Regions from separate parts of the Mus musculus genome. Here regions 2, 3 and 4 are each linked to region 1. A link is a contact called in public promoter capture Hi-C data. All regions are on one chromosome and are shown on one strand. Each heading gives the region's core, a stretch centred on a gene start, on an enhancer-like site or on the middle of the called end of the contact. The rest is flanking DNA. Distances are from core to core; before and after follow the strand shown.

Region 1 (2,743 bases), core at 97-2,596:
AAGAGCCTCTAGTTTCTGTCCACAGCGGTTTCTGAGCTCTCAGCTCTGCTGCTCCTAAGGAGCAGATGATCTACCAGAAGACTATCTCGGAGACACTCTCACTCTCTCTCTCTCTCTCTCTCTCTCTCTCTCTCTCTCTCTCTCTCTCTCTCTCTCTCTCTCTCTCTCTCTCTCTCACACACACACACACACACACACACACCTACACAAGTCTCGGTGGAGCCCAGAAAAACTTTTTCAAAGATCTGGATTAGGACTGGATAGATGAGCCGGGCGTGGTGGCACACGCCTTTAATCCCAGCACTCGGGAGGCAGAGGCAGGTGAATTTCTGAGTTCGAGGCCAGCCTGGTCTACAGAGTGAGTTCCAGGACAGCCAGGGCTGCACAGAGAAACCCTGTCTGGAAAAACCAAAAAAAAAAAAAAAAAAAAAAAAAAAAAAAAAAGGACTGGAGAGATGGCTCAGTAGTGAAGGGTACTTCTGCTCTTCCAGAGGACATGGGTTCATTTCCCAGGACACATAAGGAAGTGTATAGCCATCAGTTCCAGGAGATGACCCCCCCCCTTTCTGGCCTGCCTAGGTACCAGGCACACATGCAGTGCTCATACATATATATTCAGGCAAAAGCTCATCTCATACACATAAAATAAAAATAAGCTAATCTTTAAGGCAAGGATTTCTATAGGCTGCTACAGATACAGGGGAGAGGTGACCTTTTTATGGTTCTGATGTTTTTAAGGGTAGGAGAGGGGAGCAAAGTCCCTGGGCAGAGCCTGAAGGTGTCCTAGGAGCTGACCTAAAGAACTGGCGAGAAGGCCTGGCAGTCTCGTCAAGTGGGGCAGATCACCAGAGGTAACGGCTGACTGCGGCGATCCCCATGTGATTTCTGGCCAACACTGGCAGTCAGGCACTTAGCCATAGGAGGTTACTGAGCACTGAAGTATGACAAATGCGACTGAAAAACCTCAATGTCTAGTCTTATGTAAAGTCAGTTTAAATATCCACACGCTGGTGGCGACAGCTTGGGTGACAGCAAGTACTAGAAGGTTTCCCCAGAAAATCCCAGGACATGAGAGGTCCTGCCTAGCACCAACCTTGCTGGCAGAGTGCAGTTCTGGGGGTGATGGTGAGCCTGGGCCACTCTCCCGCGGCAGCATGGCTGAGGCCCAGGGTCACAGAGATGGAGCCATGCCTCAGGCCCGCTGGTCTTAGCCTAGCCCGGGTGTTCCCTTCATCCCTGGGGGTCTGAGCAAGCTGACTCATGCGAGCACCATCAGGATTCCGTGTTAGCTCATAATGGGCTGGCTGGCCCGCCCAAGGTTAGCCCTACACCTCTATTGTGATGGCCTTACAGGGCAGCAAGCCAGCCAGTGCAGGTATGTAGACTGGCAGACAAGACAGACAGATTCACCCTAGGGTAACTAACTCCTTGCACAGGTACAGATGAGCCATCTCCCCAACCAACACCCTGGAACACTTTCTCAGCCTGCTCCACAGCAGGAGGGCAGAAGCTCAAGACCCACTTGGTGAAACTTCTCTGGCCAAAAAGGAAAGCTAAGGTCTAGAACTGAGAGGCCCAGGTAAGACGAGCTGGAAACTAAAACTCCCATTCTAAGCATGGGATCTTCCTTGCCAGCCCAATCAGTAGTTAACTAACTTCCAGCTTAAAGAATCTGGTTAAAAGGGCTTAGCTGTTGAGAGCACTGGCTGCCCTTACATAGGACCTGGGTTCAATTCTCACTACCCACACCGTGGCTCAAAACCTTCTTAGACTGGAGTCCCAGAGGCTCTGATGCCCTCTTCTGCCTCCTGAAGGCACTGTATCCACGTGGTGCACATACACACATGCAGATAAAATACCTACACACATAAAATTTAAAAAACCTTGGTAACACAAAGGAACCAACCAACCAATCAGGAACAGAGTGTCCACCTCTCCTTGCAGACAGGTCCAGCGCCTCAGTCCTTTCTAGTGATGTGAGAAAGCAAACTCTCCTACAGTGGTCTCCCCAGTTACTTCATCTCAGGTAGGGGTGTGGTTTGGGGGTTTTGTTTGTTTGTTTGTTTTAAGCACAACCATTTATTGTTATTGTTGTTTTTTAGTATTTTTTTTCAAGACAATGTTTCTCTGTGTAGCCCTAGCTGTCCTATAGACCAGGCTGTCCTGGAACTCAGACATCCACCTCTGCCTCTCTAATGCTAGGATCAAAGGTATGCACCACCATGCCTTTGCACAGGGGTGTGGTTTTTGAAAAGTTTGAAGGCTGTGTCCAGTCCCTCCTGGCCCCCATCTTGGTCTCTTTATTATTGCCTGGTTTTTACGAGAGAATTCTGTCAGGCTCTAGGGGGTGATTACAAAGCAGATTCAGGAATGCACTCCTGGGTACATGGAGTTCTCACCTCACCACAGAAGGTACCACACAGGCCTGCTCCAAAGATATGAGCAGTGATCTGACAACAGGCTTGCTTAAAAGACAGGAGGATCACGAGTTAGAGGCCCTGTCTCAAGACCAAGCAAATAAAAACCAAATGGTATGTGGCTTCACAAGAGGTAAGTAAGGAAAGATATTGATGTGTGGCTAACGATGCCAGCAACGGAGAAATCACAAAGGCAGAAGAGAAAAACTCTATTCAATAAATATGTATTGACAAGTCCAAGTACCAGGCAGGGTAGGGCAGAAATGAGTGAGAAGCTCTGAACCTTCCACAACATTTTTGGAGGTGAATACCCGTGACCTCTTCCC
Region 2 (2,743 bases), core at 103-2,602, 1.2 Mb before region 1:
AACTATATTGCATGAAGGTAGTAATTAGCTAAATTTAATCTCTTTACCTATACTGTTTTTATTAGACATATTTAACTTTTAAGAAAAGATTCATCTTGTGTGTATGGGTGTTTTGTCTGCAGTGCCTGTGGAGGCCAGACAAGGGTGTTGAATTCACTGGAAATGGAGTTGTAGATGGTTGTGAGCCACCATGTAAATGTTGAAAACTAGACTTCAGCCCTCTGGATGAACAGGCAGCCAGTGCTCTTAACCACTGAGCCACTGCTCCAGCTCCAAGCATAGGTTTAATGCTTAGCTTCTATATGCAGACTAACTTAGAGTCTTACACTGGAAGAATAGGTTTGACCCAAAGAGTAAGAGAGAAATAACAGATTCCAGACTTCTGACAGCAACCTGATTCGAGAGATCCATCCAGGTGCAGTTTAGGCAGAACTACTGAACGTAGTAAGAACTGAAGAAAAGCTATGCAGAAGTCTTTATTCACAGTGGCAGACATAAGCAACAAGTACTCAGTATAAGATCTCTCAATTCTGGCTTTGTGCCATTTGTAGACACTAAAACATGGGAAGAATAGAGATCTATTTGAATTTGTAACTGCAAGACTTTGCGCCGTTCTTTTGTCTTTTGGATGTCTTTGTTTTCTGTTCCGTTCCTCATACCGCCGTCAGTGTGCTAGTGCTTACAGAATAGACACATTTGGGTGGCCCTGATTTATCTCCTGTGGGGAAAGGTAAGGACTGATTGAACTGCATGCAGTTGGGCTGTCGCTCACTAGGGGGAGTAAAAGAGCAAGAGACAGAAAGAGACCGAGAGAAGACTTTTGGTTAAATTAGTGAGTGCGTGCACCAAGAGGAGGAGGGGCCGGCTTGCGTGTAGCGGCTCCACCCTCACTTTGTCAGCAGGTAGAGAGCGTGATTGCAGTCCCAGGGGAAGAAGTCAGAGCTGGTACACCAATTACAAACCACAGGTTTCCTGCTGTAGGGAGCTGATCCAGAATTGTCTTTCTTGAAAGGAAGCACTTCAACCCTGCCTCCTCCTGAACTTCCAAGTCCGTCCATGATTCAGGGATACCGTCTTCTCCCTCTGGGATATTCTGTGATTTGGGTAGTGACTGTTCTATTTGCTGCTTCGTTTCTCATCTCTTCCAAGATATTCCGTACAGAGGCGGAGGGAGAAGACTTTTGTTAGATTTTAGAGATGATTTTGGCTCATCTTTAAGCATTTCCAGAGTTCTTGAGGAGGACAGTAGCTCTCGTCTTGGAATAAGTTTTTGCCTGATCTGCGTGGATTACTTTTTCGGGCTTCGGAATTTCTCAGCACCTACCTGTAGTGCGAGCACTTGGTCTGATTGCAGAGTGAGAAGGTGGAAGCCGGAGCCGTACTGGGTTAAGCAGCTCAGGTCTTTTTTTAAAGCAGGATTTATAAATGCACAATTGAATTTGTTTCATCCCCGTGCCGTGGACTCCAGTGGGCCCGACAGCGCAACAGGTTTGCAGATTTCTTTTGAAATTCTTTCGTGTTTTCTCCCTCCCTCTGTCTCAGCGAAAGTAAAGAATCTATAGAACAGGTTTGCGTTCAGACGCTTGGCTTTTCAGCACTTACTCTGAAGACTTTATAGGATTTTTAAATGACTTCAAAAGGCAGCATACTTTGTGGGTGAAGTGTATTTATAGTTACTTAAGGGTGCGCATTTTAAAAATCTGATGTTTATAAAGAGTCCAAAGTTTCCTAGGAACATAGAAATAACCCAGGTCTCCTCAGCCTGATTTTTTTCAGGGCGCTCAACTTAGAGCCTCTCTACCCCCCTATCTTTTATTCTCCGCCCCCTCAAGGAATTTGAAAACTTAGGAATAGTCCTTTGTTTTTCTCCTGAATCTAGAAGATTACAGATTGTAAAGTCTGGATGTGTTTCCACAGCATTCTGAGGAAAGTCAAAGCGCTTGGCATTCTCAGACTGGAGAATAAACTCTGGGATCCCTAAACGAGAAAGGAAAGTGGAAACAGAAATATGAATTTTAGCTGGGAAAATAATTGCAAAGCTAAACTTTTCAAGTATCTCAAAAGGGAAGTTGGAAGAGATTTTGATACTCAGATTAATTGTGTCGTATGTCAAAGATATATGAATTTGTGCCTAATTTTACAGGCACTTTTGGTGGAACACACACACACAAAATAATATATTGTAGTTCTTTAAAAGTATATAAATTCAGTAGGCCTAGAACTCTGGACTATGCTGAAACACAATTTAGCATGGACATTTTAATTAAGAGTATATGCTTCAGCATCATTAGACATCCCTCCAGGTGGGGCCTGATTAGTTCCCACTCTTCCCCTATTCAAAAGAAAACCTCCTCATGGACTTTAGCCATTTATGGTTGACATTTTTTTCTGGCTTAAAAAGGGCAGCATGTCTTCGTGTTCTGAGCTGAAGTTCCTCCCTCACCTCCGATGCGCTGCTTTAGCCGTTTACTGACCTTGTTTTCTTCATCGGCCTCGGGTTTAGTGCCTCAGGAATCTGATACATATGGAAGACCAGCAGCAAGTGATCTGACATAATACCAATCCATGTTTGTATCTAAAGCACATTTGGAAATTCCAAAGAGAAGAGGTGGCATTTCTGTATTCGCAGTGACGATGGGAGAAAAGGACATACCTGCCCCAGAGGTGGGCTGAAAAGGCCATCTTCTGCTCCCAATCAGGAATACCCCCTGTGCTTGGGAATCTACGTTAGAAAAAGGAAGGA
Region 3 (2,743 bases), core at 84-2,583, 1.2 Mb before region 1:
GCCTTGACATGCAAAGTAAAGTAGAATAAAATAAAAGTGAAGGTATGCAAATAGACTTCTGTGGCTTCGCCCAATAACCAACTTATTGCATCTTAAGTGGGAGCAAGGTCTGGACCATTCCTGTTGGCTGACGTAGCACTGGATTGAGTTCCAGACTCACTTAGCTTCTCTTTCAATTGTTTGCTATTTTAAAAAGTGCTTAGTGGGTAATTCAAGCAAACACACTCTTGGGAGACCAAAAGCTCAGGCTTTTAATATCAATAAAGCATTCATTTATTGATCATTATGTTAGGACACTGCTGCGTGAGATATGAAGACAAGCCTCCCCTGGAGTGATACTCTCATGAAATAAAGCAGAAAGGAAAAAAAGATAGTATATAATAGTTTAAAAGGACACAAGACATTTGGGGCATTTCTGAGATTCCCCATGAAAGAAGCAGTGCATACATGTGTATACACTTGAAGGCTTAGTGGGGCTTGCATAGGTCATATTCCAACAGAGTGTGAGAACTGTCAGACCATTTGTTTTGGACAAGAGGTACACTCAGGAAAGAAACAGGGATGACACCAAGGAGACAAACAGAAGTCATACTTTGTAGCCATACTGTGTGTGGAAATAGCTAGTGCCTTAAATATGGGACCATTTCTACAGTGAGCTTTTTGGATACTGTTCTCTTTTAAAATTTATTATTATTATTAATTTATTTATTTATTGTGAAATGAGCCAATTCAAGCCAAATCAGATTATATTAAATGCAGGTTTATTGGGAAGCTGCTCTCAGGAGGGTTCTCTGGCCCCGAGGACAAAGACCAGAGAAGTCACCATGGGAAAGGAGAGAGAGAGAAGTGGAAAGAGAAATCGAGAAAGAGAACTCTCAGAGAGAGGGAGAGGAGGAGAGGGAGAAGGGAAAGAAAGAGAGGCCCAAAATGTCTGGATTATATAGGGAAGAACAGCTGGGGGAAGGACAGCCAGCCCCTGGGCTGGAAAGTTCAGGGTTGGGAGCAGGATATGCCAGCTAGGGACTGAAGGATGCAGGAAGAACCCGGAGGCTCCAGGTCTGCTTTGATGCCTGAAATCTGCACCTCCGTCCCTTGTTCCAGGGTCTGAAACCAAACAGTTATTGTTACTGTTTTATTTTATTATTGTTGTTATGATAATAATAACTATTATTATTATTATTGTTGTCGTTCATGTTGTTATTGTTACTATTATTATTATTATTAGCAGGCCAGGAACTCACTCTGTAGACCAGTCTGGCCTTGAACTCACAGAGTTCCACCTGCCTCTGCCTCTTCAGTGCTGGGATTAAAGGCATGCGCCACCATACCTAACCGATGAACTTTATTTTTAGTTGTGTATGTGTACCTGTACTTGGGTGCACACATGTGAGTGTGGATGCCCTTGAGACCAGAGGCACCACATCTCCCTGGAGCTGTAATTACAGGCAGTGTGAGCCTCCCAGCACAGCACTAGGAACTTAACTCAGATTCTCTGCAAAAGCAATACACACTTCTTAACTGCTTAGGACATCTCTCTGGGCCTACTCCCCCCCCCCTCTTTTTTTTTGATAGAGATTCAGATAGGGAAGATCCATCACATCTTAGAAGTGCCAGAGTTGAAATGCAAAACCAAGTTTACTGCTTCCGGGGGCTGTACAGCAAACCTCGAGTTGATAGGCCAAGGTCTGAACTTAGTTCAGAAGATTGTTCATATCTGGACAGAGCAACGATGGAGCTAGAGTATTTAGTTTAGGAAGATTGTTCGTACAGTGAAACAGAGACTGTTAGAAGGTTGAGAGACTGGCTGGAGCCTCTGACTCTAGGGACAGAAAGGGTAGTTCTCCAAGACTAGTGATTAGATACAGGAAGGATTCATATCGGCTCTGGGTGCTCAGTCTGCGTCTCCAGGGAAAGGGTGGAGACACTAACAAAGGTAAGTCAGACAAGAAGGGTTATTGACTTAGGGTGGCGTGCTGGGAGGAGGTGATGCTTAAACCTGAGTTCGGGGGTACCATTAAGACAACAAATGACGTCTAGTGGGCCTATGGAACCACAGGCCAGATTGCCCTTAGAGACCTGATGTAGCAATCATCTGGAAACACTAGAGTGTATGGGAACTCCTGAAGAGAGTGCCTACTAGAGATGAGCGCGCATTTCCTCAGGAAGTGTGGGTGTATTTCCATGAGAGGCAAAGGAAAGGAAGAAAGAAAGAGGAAAACATAACAAAGAGAGGGTAGTCAGAAGAGCAGCACCAGCCCAGCCACTTGTCACAGACAGCGAGAAGGATCCAGACAGAGTCCAGGCTCAGAGTCACCAAGGGACACATCTCTGCAATTAGTGTTGGTCTCTTTCTCAAGAAACAATGGATGGACACCATTATGTTCAGACACTTTTTTTCCCTCTGTTCTCAGCTCTGTTTATGGAGGCAATGAGTCAGTCAAGAGGGCCGTTTTCCTAGTAAAGATGCGTTTAGTTACCATACTCTTAATTTGCACTCGTGAGAAACTCTCAATTTTATTGCCAACAAATTAAAGTAAAAATGCACAGGCTTTTATCACATCACTGGAGAGCAGTTGATTGGCCTTTGGGTCTCTCCCACTCCTCCAAGAAAACTCTTGTAAAGTTCTTGGCTCTTTCACTCTGTGCTTCCCTGTGTGGTCTACCAAGCACCCTTAGCTTGAATCTATGAAGTCAATGGGCAGGATCCAGTCACAAGCTCAGAGCTCACTGTGTTGTCTCTTCA
Region 4 (2,743 bases), core at 152-2,651, 1.1 Mb before region 1:
CCACTTATATGTGGTGGGTCCTGAGCCAGCTCCTCAGCAGGATACCTGCCTTTTACCATAAATAAAATGATCCTCCTTCAGAGATGATAGAAGGCTTACATGAGATAGCACAGTGAAAATGTATTCCAAACTGAAAAGAGATTTCCCGGTGCTAGAAAGTATCTAAAACCCAGTCACTGAACCCCATGTGGATGCAGTTTGGGATAAAGCCTAGAATCAGTCTTGCTGTCCCTCAGTTTCAATGAGAAGGGCTGGAAGGACAGAACAGCGGGATTGCAACTATTTATATCCCAGCGCTCCAATTCAGATAAACACAAATGACCAGGCTTTTGCCTACATTCCAAGAGCCTTTGCTCTGTTCACACCGCACCAGACCTCGTATTTCTGTATGGTTTGCTCAGGATATTATCTCGGTGCCATTTAAGGAGACAAGGAGGAATTTTGTGTCCTACACAGTAAGCACATTGGCAGCTGGGGTGGGGTTAGAGTATGAGAAGTGAGATACCTAATCCACAGATGTTCCCATGGAATTATGTCTAAATGTGCCGAGAGTTTTACAAAGCGTAAATTATGAGCCAGGCGCGCAATCGAGAGGCTTTTAGGAGGAATTAAATACGCGTTTCCCTCTATCCAACACGCCTCCCCTTTCCCCGTCGGCACGGCTCAAGCTAGCATTCCTGGGGACCGCAAACGAAACCCTATCACGCTCTCCCAGTTACAAGAAGGGGTGGGGCCTCGTCGGGTTTTTGTCTCTGCAGGCGTCCAGAAAGGCAAGACTCATTGCCTCGAGCCTTAAAACAACCTAGCGCGAAGCGGCGGGCTTGTATTCTGAGCATTCCGGACACTGAGACGAGGGGCTTGTGTCAAAAAGTCAAATACCCGGGCGTGGTGGTGCGCGCCCATAATCCCAGAACTCCGAAAGTGAAGGCAGGAAGATCAGGAGTTCAAGATCACCGTCCCGTACTCAGAGGCCAACTTAGGAATTAGCATTGTCTCAATAAATGAGCAAACAAAATAAAACAAGCAGACAAAACAATCTAGGTTTTCCTCGGGAGTCTGAAGAGCACTCAGGCCAGAGCATTTTGGGCTCCATCAAAAGGCCCGCGTCGCGAGGCGCAGTCCCGCCAGTCGCCCCGCTCCACGCTTCCTGCGCATGCTCCAACCTCCCCCAGCTGCCCCGCCCCTACGGGCGCATCAGCTCCCAGCGCGCGCGCCGTCTTCCGCTCGCTCTCGCGAACCAGGTGACGGGCGCGCGCGCGGCCCAGGTGACCGGGCGGCCCCGCCCAGCGCTCCCGCGGGAGGAACCATCTTCTCCACGGGGAGGGAGGGGCGGGGCCTGCGATGGCCGGCACCGGAAGCGGAAGCTGCGTGCCCGACGCGTCTGGCATTCTGGGTAATGGTCTGTTTACTTCCTGCGGCTGGAGGAACCTGTGTTGTCGTATCGGTGAGGATGGCCCTGGAGACGGTACCAAAGGACCTGCGGCATCTGCGGGCTTGTTTGCTGTGCTCGTTAGTCAAGGTGTCCGTTGGGGCCTTGGTTGTAGGAGCGATCGGGGAGGCGAAACGGGAGAAAGAGGGTGAAATGGGGCCAGACACAGGAAAGGAAGGCTCTGAGATTCGGGGAGTGGGAAGCCCGAAAGCCTAAGGGAGCCGTTGTTTCCGTCCACGGAACGCGAGCCGGGTGGCTGTGCCTACTGGGGGCTGCGTTGCAGTTCTCGGCATAACTGAGCACAAGTTTGTCTCCCCGACAGACGTTCGGTGAACTTGCTGTGGTGGACTGGAAAGACACTAGGAGCCAGAGCAGCCGAGAGAGTAGCAGGAGAGGGTACCTGACCCCAAAGAGGCTAGAAAATATGTAAGCTGAATTAGGGACGCGAGCAAAAAGGTATGAGGGTGGAGTTTAGGAACAGTTTGGAGAGGAGAGGGTGTTGGGTTGTATAGAAAACGAAGAGGTTGGCTTTGTTGAAATATTAAGGCGTTGTTCATGCTCATACTTGCTTTTTTTTTTTCTTTCCAGACTATAGACCAGTTCGAATATGATGGGTGTGACAATTGCGATGCATACCTACAAATGAAGGGCAACAGAGAGATGGTTTATGACTGCACCAGCTCTTCATTTGATGGGTAAGCCCCTTTCACGCGCCTTTGTTTACTTCTGCACCCAGAAAGTTAATATGGGATAGATTTTTGAGGTCATAAGACTAGCTGGTCTCAGCAGTTCTGAGAGCTAGTCTATGTGTCCAGCCCAGTAGCTGTAAACTTTTGTAGTGTAAGACCCCCTTTCGGGGACCCCCGCTCTAGTCTCAGGAGTGTGAGAGCACCCAAAGAAACACGAGGACCCATCTTGCTGTAATTACATGAGGACGTTTAATTACGGAGCTCCGGACCGACATGTATCCCACACAGGAGATAACGGATGCCGGCCACGAGGCTCGAAAGCTTGGGGGTTTTATGGGGTAAGGGGCTTAGGGGTGTGGAATTGAGCATAGCGACACACTATTGGCTTATTCAAACATTAACAGAAAGATTACATGTACGTGCAGGGTGTCAGAGTTCTGTGAGTAGTTGACTCAGTTCAGATAGCCCTGTTATGTCCTCACATTCCCCTTTATCTTATGGTCAAGATGTTCCCAGGAATGTTTTAACTATGGGGCATACCCAGGTTTGTTTTTCTCTTTTCTCAGCCCCAGGCAGCCTCTAGGCTCACAAACAACCAGCAATTTCTGAGTACTTTATATGACTT

Evidence for each region. Promoter capture Hi-C pulls out the DNA fragments that hold promoters and counts their contacts.
Region 2: a promoter capture Hi-C map of pre-B cells shows a contact between it and region 1, with 2.5 times the contacts expected there. The contact joins the promoter of Rnf43 here to the promoter of 4930556N13Rik in region 1. A contact is called at or near these places in 3 of 39 promoter capture datasets (hippocampal neurons, liver and pre-B cells) and 1 of 115 datasets of contacts at active chromatin or transcription factors (kidney).
Region 3: a contact with region 1 is called in a promoter capture Hi-C map of the C10 cell line, with 4 times the contacts expected there. The contact joins the promoter of 1110028F11Rik here to the promoter of 4930556N13Rik in region 1. A contact is called at or near these places in 4 of 39 promoter capture datasets (the C10 cell line, cranial neural crest, hippocampal neurons and 1 more).
Region 4: a promoter capture Hi-C map of embryonic stem cells shows a contact between it and region 1, with 4 times the contacts expected there. The contact joins the promoter of Supt4a here to the promoter of 4930556N13Rik in region 1. A contact is called at or near these places in 2 of 39 promoter capture datasets (both in embryonic stem cells) and 1 of 9 other capture datasets (embryonic stem cells).

Annotation. Positions count from the first base shown.
Region 1 is chr11:88,850,258-88,853,000 of GRCm38.p6, forward strand. 4930556N13Rik (RIKEN cDNA 4930556N13 gene) reads left to right here and starts at 1,347. Exons shown (of 5, transcript NR_126433.1): 1 at 1,347-1,579; 2 at 1,945-2,026. All of the region lies in intron 1 of Akap1 (A kinase (PRKA) anchor protein 1), which reads right to left.
Region 2 is chr11:87,661,735-87,664,477 of GRCm38.p6, forward strand. It overlaps Rnf43 (ring finger protein 43), which reads left to right and starts at 1,353. Exons shown (of 10, transcript NM_172448.4): 1 at 1,353-1,488; 2 at 2,402-2,743.
Region 3 is chr11:87,698,191-87,700,933 of GRCm38.p6, forward strand. It overlaps 1110028F11Rik (RIKEN cDNA 1110028F11 gene), which reads left to right and starts at 1,334. Exons shown (of 2, transcript NR_045139.1): 1 at 1,334-2,743. The region is part of intron 2 of Rnf43 (ring finger protein 43); the gene reads left to right.
Region 4 is chr11:87,736,150-87,738,892 of GRCm38.p6, forward strand. It overlaps Supt4a (SPT4A, DSIF elongation factor subunit), which reads left to right and starts at 1,402. Exons shown (of 5, transcript NM_009296.2): 1 at 1,402-1,519; 2 at 2,018-2,124. The coding sequence starts at 1,451.